Regions from separate parts of the Capra hircus genome. Here region 1 is linked to region 2. The links are chromatin contacts, called in public Hi-C maps. All regions are on one chromosome and are shown on one strand. Each heading gives the region's core, a stretch centred on a gene start, on an enhancer-like site or on the middle of the called end of the contact. The rest is flanking DNA. Distances are from core to core; before and after follow the strand shown.

Region 1 (5,398 bases), core at 2,176-4,675, 93 kb after region 2:
AGGACAAGCCTGTGCACCCCCACTGGAGTGGGGGAGTGGAACGTGCTCAACGTGGGGGAAGGGGCCGCCCGGGTTGAATCTTGTCTCCCAGTGTGTGGACTTTGTGATCAAAAAGTCTCCCAGAGCTGATTAAAGCCAGGCCCCAGCTGCTGTAAGGAAGGGCCGAGGAGTTCCATCCCACTTTGCTTCCTTCCTTCCTTTTATATCCCAGGAGAACCAGCTCCTTCCCTCATTCTCCATTCCCTAGTCTCACCCTGAGAAACTGCTCTCAGAAGCAGCTGCTTCAGGCCTGGTGGAATCATCTTTTCCCCTTTAGCCAAAGGCCAGTGCTGAGGCACAGACTGGGGCTGAACTGCAGCTGCTTCCGATGTGATAATGATGCCCTCTCCCCTGGCCCACCCACCCTGACCAAGGTCTTTCATAACCCTGTGGGGAGCTGCTGTCACTCCTGTGGTTTGGGAAGTGGCTCCCTGGGCCTCTTGCTGGGAACTTGGGCTGGGCTCTTCCCGAGGCAGGGCAGGGGAGTCATGGTTCTCTTTCCCCACTGAGCCTGGAGAGGAGGTGGGGAGTTGCTTGGATTTGGAAGAGGTTATTTGGGAGCGTGCAGATCATCTCTCGGGGGACCCAGGGGAGAGGGGTGAGCTGGCACCTTCCTCCACCTTGCTCTACAGCAGTCGAGTCTTCTCTTGACCCGAGAGGCGTCTCTGGGCCCCATCTCCCGGGGAGGAGGGCAGCGTGCTGGCTGCTGTGATTGGCTGGCCAGGAAAGCCAGGGTACTGGGGCCCCTGAGTGCTGCTTGTCGGGGAACGGGATTCCTCTTCCTGCCAAGTAGCTCTCGGATATGGGAGTAGGAGGCCAGAGCTGGGAATCTGGGAGGCTCCACAGCTCTTTGTGATGAATCTGGTAGTTTTGGGCAAGTCTGAAGGTGGAGCTGGTTTCCAGGGATAGAGAGCAAGATGTTTCTGAAGGAGTTTGGGCTGGTGGAAGGGGACTTCATTTTTGTGAAAAGATGAGCATGGGATGTGTGCCTTTATGTGAGGGCAGTTTTTCAGAACAGGCCAAAAGTCCTCTCCTCCCACTTCCCCTGCCTGAGCTGGGGGTGGAGCGTGCCGATCGATGACTTCCTAGAAGGTCAGAGTTGGAAGGGACATCAGAGAGCTCCGGTCAGTCCAAATAATCCTTGTGCCACAAAGAAGGTGGGGGCCCAGAGGAGGAAGGAAGGGTCCTGGCTCGGTGCTGCACGGAGGGTGGTGTGTTCGAGGCCTCAGGTGGCCTCAGGTTAGGGTTGTGATGGAAGCTGCTAGGGGTGTGTTCTCTGTCAAGTGAGGACTGAGATTCTCAGGAGATATTCTGCCCAGATGGAGGGTAAGGTGGCCACCCTCCCCCTACGCAGGACCCTATGCGTCCCCACTCCAAGCTGCCTTCCAGATGTTTCCTTGGATCCTGGATGCTTTTTGTTGACTTCTGAGTTAGGAGTTTGACCCCTGGAATAAGCACGGGGAGTAGAATGCTAACTTCTCTGCTCAACTTCTTCTGTCTCCAGGCCAGGCTGATTTCTGTGAGGCTTTGTGAGAGGCTGAAGATCATGACACCTAGGTGGGGGCCAGGAGAGGGGCAGCTGTGACAGAGGGCCGAAAAGAGATTGGGTGGGGTTGCCATTTCTACCCCACTAAGGGTTAAACCCGTGAGTTCCTTCCTGAGATAAGACAATGAAGAAATCCTCCTGTGTGCAACTCAGAAATAGGGCCAGGGCTGGGAACCCCAGAGGAGTGGACTGGGTGGGGCTCCCAGTCTCCTTCCAGGACCCAGCAGTAGTAGGGAGGCTGGGACTGACGGAGAGATGGTTTGGTCCCTCAGGGATCATCACCTGGACCCATCCTGTCTGCCTTGACCTCCACTTCTCCCCCTGAGACTCAAATGACACTAAGCACTGGGTTTCAGCCAGAGAGGTGGAGTGGGGTGCTCTATTTCAGCCCCCCACCCCAGTGTCCCCCCAAGGGGATGTGGGTTGGGTTGGGCAACCTCCACTTTGAGGAACCTTGGGGTTGGCTCAGGGGCTGTGTCAGAGGAGAAAGGGCCTCACGCTAACCCCAGTTCCTTCAAGAGGTGTGGACTTGGTGGGCATGCTGAGTTGGGGGAGAGGCTAGTAATCTCCCCTTGCGCAAATCCTTGAGATTATGGAGAGTCTTTCTGCTTCACACCAGAAGAGCCTCTAGTTCCTGGTGATGGTGGTCTGCAGACTTTTCTTTCAGCTATGACTGGAGGCCTGCTCAGAGCCTTGCAGAAGTTGAGAGAAGGCCTGGACAGTTGGACCCCCCAAAAGATAACCCAGCAGGATTAAAAGAGGCAGTTTATGTAAAGCATGTAGTTCTGGCATCTAGGAAGTTGAACAATAGATGCTCAAAGCAAGTGCCCCTAGCTGTTCCCCGCCCTGGACTCCCCATTCCACAGTGCCAGTCCTGAAGTTCAAAAGCAGACCTGGAGTCTTGACCTTTAAGTGTGATGTGCTTTGTTCCCTGTGAGACTTCCACTTTACTTCCTCCCCTTCCCTTCTTCAGCCACTGACCCCGCCCTCTTCCTCTGCCTCCAGGATTGGGAGGTGCTGGTCTTGGGGAAGCTCAAGTGGGACCTGGCCGCAGTGATTGCCCACGATTTCCTGGCCCTGATTCTGCACCGGCTCTCTCTGCCCCGCGACCGACAAGCCTTGGTCAAGAAGCATGCCCAGACCTTTTTGGCCCTCTGTGCTACAGGTAAGAGTCCCACACACACATGTGCCAAGCCAGGGAAATCAGAAGACTTGGAAAGGTGAGAGAGAACTAGGAGGTTCGGTTTATAACTTCAAAATTTGTGAAAATTCTATCCTCTGAGCCCCCAGTATCAACACAAGAAAGCAGCAGAGCTGTCTGGGATCTCAGAGATGCTGCAGCCCCCCACCCCCACCTCCCACCCGAGTATGTAGCTGGGGACACCAAGGGCTTAGAGAGAAGTGACTTGCCCAGGCTGTCTCAGTGACTAAGCCAGGCCAAGAACCCAGGTCTCTTAACCTTAATTTTGTGTCCATACCAGGAAGAGACCCATTCACTCTCTGGTTCCTGGCCTGGATCACTTACTACCCTGACCCTCTCCCCAGCTGTTCTTATACCACGCACTGCTGGGGTGTCCCAGTATACCCGTGCTCTATTCATACAGCCTGGCACTTCCTGGGAAATAGAAGGTACACGCTGGTATTCATGATCCCTTTGTCTCATGGTCCCTTTTCTCTTTCCTAGACTACACTTTTGCCATGTACCCACCATCCATGATTGCCACAGGCAGCATCGGAGCTGCAGTGCAAGGCCTGGGTGCCTGCTCCACGTCTGGGGACGAGCTCACAGAGCTGCTGGCAGGGATCACAGGCACTGAAGTGGTGAGTGCTGGGCAGCTGGGCAAATGGCCTCAGCTCACGAGGTAGCACTTTCCCCTGAGCTTCCAGCAGAGGGTGCTGTGGACCACTCCCAACCTGGTCTCCACTCCAGGTTTCAAGTGCCCCACCTTTGCGGCTTCTGTGGTCTTTTATCTCCTGCCTTGGTCTGGAGAAGAGCAAGTGCTGCGGGTGGGCCGAAAGGCACTGCCCCTGGGTACCCTTTCCTTGCCGAGCAGTATGCAGGAGTGGGGGTGGGGGGTTCGGTGTCAGATGTCAGGCCCTCTCACACCCTCTTGCCACATCCTCTTGCCAGTTTCTGAGAACTGAAGGCTGATTCCTGGGGTTGGGCTGTGGCCTAACCTTCCCAGACTTCCCTGTGTTGGGAGGTGTCCTCCTGTACCTGCTGGCAGATGCTGGTGGAGGACGGGAAGCGGGGTGGGAAGCGGGCCTTCCTCACCACTCCCCCTTGTCCCCAGGACTGCCTGCGAGCCTGTCAGGAGCAGATTGAAGCTGCCCTCAGGGAGAGCCTCAGGGAAGCCGCCCAGACCTCTCCCAGCCCAGCACCCAAAGCCCCCAGGGGCTCCAGCAGCCAGGGGCCCAGCCAGACCAGCACTCCCACAGACGTCACGGCCATCCACCTGTAGCCCTGGAGAGGCCCCGAGTGGCTGCTGACAGCAGGAGGGGACCTTGTCACCCCCCTCCCTGGCCGCAGGAATGGAATCATGCCACAGTTGAAGCCTGAGGGGGCTCCTTCCCCTTGCCCCTCACCAGCCAGAGGGGTCAGGTCCTACCTAACCCTGCAGTGTGCACTAAGGGGCCTGGCCGGCCACGGCTGGGGGCCAGTCCGGCTCCTCCTCCTGCCTGCATCCAGCCAGTGACATTGAGGTGTAATACATGTACCAGCATTCCTTTCTAGGGGCTCCCTTATCTCTGGGGCTCTCAACTGCCAAAACTGAACCCAAGCCTCTGGCAGAGAAAGCTCGGAGTCCTAACCACTGGACCGCCAGGGGATTCCCTAATTACTGCATTTGGATTGGGATCTTTCTGAAGCAGCCTCGGATGTTCTAGTTACACATTAGGGGCAAGAGTGGACATCCCTCTCCAAGCACTTGGAGGCCCTGCATAATCCTAGCTACTCTAGGAGGGGCCCCGGCCACCGTCCAGGGGCAGGAACCAACCTCCTTGCTTTGCTTTCTGCTCAGCTTCTCCTGTGTGATTGGGGGGAGGGGGGTGTCAGTGCATAAGGAAGTTGATTTAATTTATTAATTACTTTGAGTACAACTGTATGAGGGTGTGGTGGGGCCCTTCTCCCCCCGCCACAGGGGTGGTAACCCTGGTGGTTGCTGTATTCCTCCCCTCTGCTACTTGCTAGAGGATCTTTGTGGCCAAGGAGCTGCTATGCCTGGAGTGGGGCCATACCCTCCTCTCCCTTTGGCCCTCTGCCCCATCCTCCAGGAGCAGGGGGCGTTGCAGAATGAAGCAGGGGATGACCTGGTGATGACCAAGCCCCCTGTCCAGAGAGGGAGGCAGGCCCTGTTAACACAGGTCTTTCCTGAGGCCACAAGGTCCAGGCTGGTGGCTGAGGACCATCATGCTACCTTTATAATAAAGTTTCTAGAATAAAACTGACTTTGGCTTCTTGGATTAGAGGGCAGTCTGTGGGAAAGCCTATTTCTAGACTGCATGGGGTAAAAGAGGACAGAAATCAATGTCTGGAGCAGGAGTCGTCCCACCTTTTCTGTCTTGGGCCAGAGCAGACACTTCAGGCTTTGTGGGCCATGTGGCTTCTGCCTGTGTTATCCGAAGTTCTGCTGTAGAACCTGATGTGCACATTTCTAAAAAGCACTGCACTATGCAAAACTGCACAATTAAGGCCACATGGCTTATGGGGGAAAATGGGGCCTGAAGCACAATACTCACATACTTAATGAAAGACACTTTTCTAAGATGGTGTTTTTACACATTAAATGGCTAAGAAACACATACTGTAATAAA
Region 2 (5,056 bases), core at 2,071-4,570:
CTAGGAAAATTCCACATGCCGCAGGGCAAGTAAGTCCATGTACCACAGCTACCGAGTCCACACTCTGCAACGACTGAAGCCCGTGCACCCTAGGGCCTGTGCTCTGCAACAAGAGACGCCACTGCAATGAGAAGCCTGTGCACTGCAACTAGAGTAGTCCCTGCTCGCTGCATCTGCAGGAAGCCTGCACACAGCAACAAAGACCTAGAGCAGCCCCTCGCCTCCAAAAGAGCTTATTTTTTTTTTTAAAAAAAGAGCGTATCATTAAAAAAAAAGCCCATGTATACAAAATTCCTTAGGACCCTCAATATTTAAGAATCTAAAGGGGTTTGAGATAGCTGCTTTAGGAAAACATTTGGTAGTTTGAAGTCCCAAACATCAGCTGCAGAGAGTCATCTCACCCCAGATCACACCCTTCCTGGAGCAGCCCACATCCATGACTGATCAAGACTGCAAAGGCAGGGCTTTGGGGACCTGATGTCAGAAACTCTGATGGGCAATAATCCCTCCAGGGTTCCCTGCTGAGCTGGCCAATTCTTTGTTTCAACTTTTCCCTCTCTGCCTAAACCTTTCTCTCACTCCCATTCACAGGGCTGATTCCTCCCAAAACACCTTAATGCCCAATCCCTCATCTCATCCTTCCCTTCCCTACCCAAGGCCCAAAGAGGGAAATACATTGATTATGCACAAGCCTGCGTGAGACCATTCCAGGCTCCTAAATCTTAAGATACTTCCTTTTAAAAGCAGTGGTGGTTTTTATTTTCCATTTTCTAAAACTTATCCTCCCTCACTCTTTGTATCACATAATATAGCATTTGATTATATAATGTGTGGCATCTATTTCATGGGACTTAATCCTGACTCTCCAATAAAAGTGTAAATTCTTTGAGCATAGAGAACAAAAAGTAATAATAACACACCTACAAGTCATTGAGGGCTTACATTTTCAGCTTTGACTGTTTTACATATATATCTCAATTATACTCAAAACTCCAAAGTGTGCAAATTATTACCCCTTTTCACAAATAAGGAAATTGAGGTTCAGGAAGTTTAGTGGTTGACCCAAGCTATTAAGTGGCAGAGTGAGAACTTACACCCAGGTCTATCTTATTCTAAAGCCTGTTAGTCGCTTAACAATGTCCTTCCTTTTCTTAAACCTTTTCAACACTATCATGATGCAGGACACAGAACAGATGTTTGACTGGAAGAAGGCCTACTGTTTCCTATTGTTTCCCGGTACGTACAGCTCTGCAGCATCTCTGTCAATGTTTCCACAGATGCTTTCTCAGCACTCTCAAAGCCTGCCTCTGTCAGCAGGGAGCTCACAACCACTTGCAGGGTTCGCCTCCGGGCCAGATGGTAGTTATCAGCAGGGTTAGTGGACTGTTTACTTCCTGATCTCTGTGAATCAGCAGCCCAGAAACAGAGAACATTTTTATTCACTGGACAATGATGCAATTAGAGCTCACATACTGTCACTGGCAAGCAAAGGTTCTTTTGCTAAATACTTACCGGTACTCTTGGCCAATGAACAGTAAATGAGCATCCTAGGGGCTCTAAATTCGGAGACAACCTTTCTGCCTACCTAACACTTAACAATTTCATAACACAAAGCGGCTGTTTTTTCTATTTTAGCAGATTTTCAGAATATATAGCTGAAGAAACATGCATGATGGGATTGGAACTCGTGCCCATCTCCCAGAAAAAAAGTGATCTTTCTCTCTTGTTCTTCCCATCTCCATACCATTTCACTAACGAGGAGAGTCAAAGCAACAAACAACACATGAAGCTAAGAGGACAGAAAAAGTAGGAAACCTAAATTATTTTGAAATGCGAATCCCTCCCCAACTTTAGCGGGCCAATAAGAAGGTGAAAACGGCCTCAGTGGACCAATCAGGAGCTGTTCCGGGTTCCCAACCCCCCCCCCCAACAAAGAACAGGCCAATCAGTACACAGGTCCACCGACTCCGGAGGCCGCCGCCAAGTCTCGAGAATGGCGGAGGGGGGGGCGGGGGGTGGCAGTCACGTACGGCCTGAAAGACCCTCCTCCACGCAGGGTTCCGGGTGCAGCTGGGTTTCTGGGTATGGGCTCGTAGCCCGGATAGGGGGAAAGTCGGGAATGCCCCGACTTTCTCGGCTCCGGCCCCGCGCCTGCCTCCCGCCCTTACCGTTCCGGAGCCCGCAGCCCCGGCAGTGGCCGCCGCGTCGGCCATCTTGCCCTGGCGTAATGTGCGCGAGTGCGGGGCACGACGGGACTTGTAGTCAAGGGGCGGGGCGGGGCGGGAGCAGGGGGCGGGGCGGGGCGGGGCGGGAGCCACGGGCGGGGCGAAGCGCGCCGGGCGGAGCTTTCCGAGGCCTTGCGAGGTCCGCAGGGTGACCCCCCACTCCAACCCCGGCTCACGTGACCTTTTGTGAGCGGTGGGTTCAGTTAGCCCCGGAAGTTTGCCCCGGAAAATGAGCCCACGGTTTCACACCTTTTTTTAAATGAAATCGCTTTTCCATGAAAAGCACATCCCTGGGACGCTCCGAACTTTCCTGGATGGTTGTGTGGGGTTCTGCTGGGTCCCCATGATTTGCTCTCTAGGAGAGGGGCCCGGGAACCTGTATTCTTAAGTCTCCAGGTGATTCTTATGAGCGGGAAATCTGAAGGGAAACCCTGTTTTCTGCTGGGGTCCCCGCAGCCCCACTTGGAACTAGAGCTTCACAGCCACCCAGTTCTGGTGTTCCGGTGCATCACGCTGCCCTCTCGCCCTGTCTGAATCTGCAGGCGTTTGCGGGCGAGCCTGAAGGCGCCGCTGGCTGGAGGCTGTCGCTCGCCGGTCTCCCTCCCAGGCCGTTGCGTCCACGCGGTGCCTGTGGTTTTCTGTGGTTCGCTCGCGGGTCAGCCCCCTTCGGATGAGGGGGCGGGGGTCTTCCCTGCACCGCCCCGTTTGCGGGTGTCTGGCAGGACGCAGAGGCTGGATTTGAACCTCAGAACTCGCTAGCTCTGGGTCTTCGGATACATTGCCTGACTTCACTGTGCCTGTTTCCTCTCTTGTAAAACTAGGATGGGATGAGATGGATAGGGGTTGGGGGTGAGCTAATACAGACGAAGGGTCTATCATGTGCAGACTTAAGAGTAAGAGGTCAAGAAACAGCGCCTAATGTTTATTTCCTGCGTGGCGAACGGATGAGTGGAAAATGCTCAGAGGCCGATGACTGGAATCCTGCGCAGCGCCTGCCCGCCGGGAGCACTTGTGCCTGGGGGGCACCCCCATCACCCCCTCACCTGGGGCGCGTGGCACGCGTGGGGCGGCGTCTGAGGGCCAGGATCGCGGCGCCCGGCGAACCGCCGGGAGGAGTCGGGGCCCAGACCTTCGCTGAGCGGAGCACCCAGCCGCTTTGTCTCCCCCGCCCCCTCTTCCCCACTTCCTGCCCAGCTTTAAACTCGGGATTCGCGGCGAGGCGCCGACTTTGTAAACACGCCGCGTCTGCGGCAGCGGAGGCTGGTTCTGTTTGGGCGCCTGGGGGAGGGGTGCACGCCCCTCCCCGAGGCTGGAGGTGGCGACCCCCCCCCAACACACACCTCCCCAGAGACAGAAGCCAGAGGCGGCGGGAGAGAGTGTGTGCGGCCACGGTCGATGCTCCGGGGGGCTCACCTGCCGAGAAGGTAGGCTTGAGGGCTGGAGAAACCAAGATAGATGGGTGTCAGCGACACCCTGCTTTCCTGGAACCTCCAAGCTGAGACTGGCGGGGGATCGGGGATGGGGGGCGGTGGTTAGAGAGGTCACTGCGTCTCATCACCTCCCGTTGTCTCTCAAAGCTCAACTCACTTTCTCTCTGAGTTGCACGTGGCTGAAGGGCAGAGAAGCCCCCCCAAAGCTCTCTGCTTTCTCTGTGTCCACACAGTCCCACTCCAAGCTGAACTGGAAGCCCAGTGACCTCACTGGGCTTTCTGTTGTCGTTCTGCATACCTCAGAGATGAACTGGGAGGCGGAGGGAGGGCAGAGGGTGGGCAGGGAGCCTTGGGGTCCTTCTGCCAACCGGGGCCGGGGGAGCAGGTTGGAAGACACGACGGCAAAGAGGGGTCTCGCAATGGTGGTCTCTCTAGTGTCTGATGGGTAGATGGCATCTACCGACAAGTGATGGCTCTAGCCTCTTCTGTGTCTTTTAATGTGTCAACAAGAGGAGTAACTGAAGACATTGGTTGCTGTTACTGAGGGAGCCTTAATGTATTTATCTGCAAACATTGATTGAGCACCTACTGTGTGTCTGGGGTTTGGCTGGGATGCTGAGGGTACAAAGGTGTTATTCATCCACAGTGATCTCGCCTGAGTCATAGAACAACAGAGACCAGGTGCCAAGTTGGGGTGGCTGGGAAGGCTTCAGAGAGAAGAGGACATTTAAGTTGGGTTCTCAATGATGGAAAGTCAGCAGGCAGAAAAGTGGTGGGGTCTTTGTGGGCAACTTACTCATTCTACAGAGCTGGACTGAACCCTGACTGTTGGGTTGGGCATTGGGAAACAATGGGGACACAGAAACAGCTGCTGCTCTCTTTAACCCTGCTGTCTAGACACGAAGAAGAGATAGGAATGAACAGGATGGATTCTGGGAAAGGCATGTTTCTGGGCTGGTTCCCAGGACCCCAGAAATTCCCAAGTAGGTGCAGCAGGGAGAGTCCACACAATGCTGGGGTACCCACCCCCCAGCCCTGGATGCTAAGACTGTTTCCTGTAACAAATCTAAGCCCCCAGCTCAGTTCTCCTTGGCACTAGATGTGAGTGAAAAGAAGTGGATCTGCCATTGTTTTCCTGCATTTTCAATTCCCAGGCTCACTTGAGAGATGGCTGACACAACAATTTATGAATTCATTCAGTTGTCTGCTGAGACCACACTATCTGCACAGGCTAAATAGTGGGGACATAATGGCAAACAAGTCAGAGCTTCTACTCCCCAGGAATTCGGGATCAAAAGCATCTCTGAGGATTCCACCAATATCCCAGTCTCTGCCCAGTCTTTGAGACCATGACCTCCATGGTCCCAAGTGCCTTCTCTTTCCCATTTCTCTCAAGGGTTC

Evidence for each region. Hi-C and Micro-C count contacts between places; a contact is called where the count stands out from the background.
Region 1: a Hi-C map of blood shows a contact between it and region 2, with 3 times the contacts expected there. The contact joins the enhancer-like site here to the promoter of CCND3 in region 2. A contact is called at or near these places in 2 of 5 Hi-C or Micro-C datasets (both in blood).

Annotation. Positions count from the first base shown.
Region 1 is chr23:33,102,431-33,107,828 of ARS1.2, forward strand. It overlaps CCND3 (G1/S-specific cyclin-D3), which reads left to right. Exons shown (of 5, transcript XM_005696305.3): 3 at 2,591-2,750; 4 at 3,270-3,406; 5 at 3,880-5,032. The coding sequence ends at 4,047. BYSL (bystin) reads right to left here. Exons shown (of 7, transcript XM_018038731.1): 7 at 5,389-5,398. Among named protein-coding and RNA genes, the nearest start is that of BYSL, 13 kb to the right of the region's middle. Within about 2 kb of position 3,426, at least 2 of the 5 cell types and tissues checked have an H3K27ac peak or open chromatin away from gene starts, as enhancers often do.
Region 2 is chr23:33,009,099-33,014,154 of ARS1.2, forward strand. It overlaps CCND3 (G1/S-specific cyclin-D3), which reads left to right and starts at 3,321. Exons shown (of 5, transcript XM_005696305.3): 1 at 3,321-3,649. It overlaps TAF8 (transcription initiation factor TFIID subunit 8), which reads right to left and starts at 2,238. Exons shown (of 9, transcript XM_018039056.1): 1 at 2,169-2,238; 2 at 1,245-1,401. The coding sequence starts at 2,213.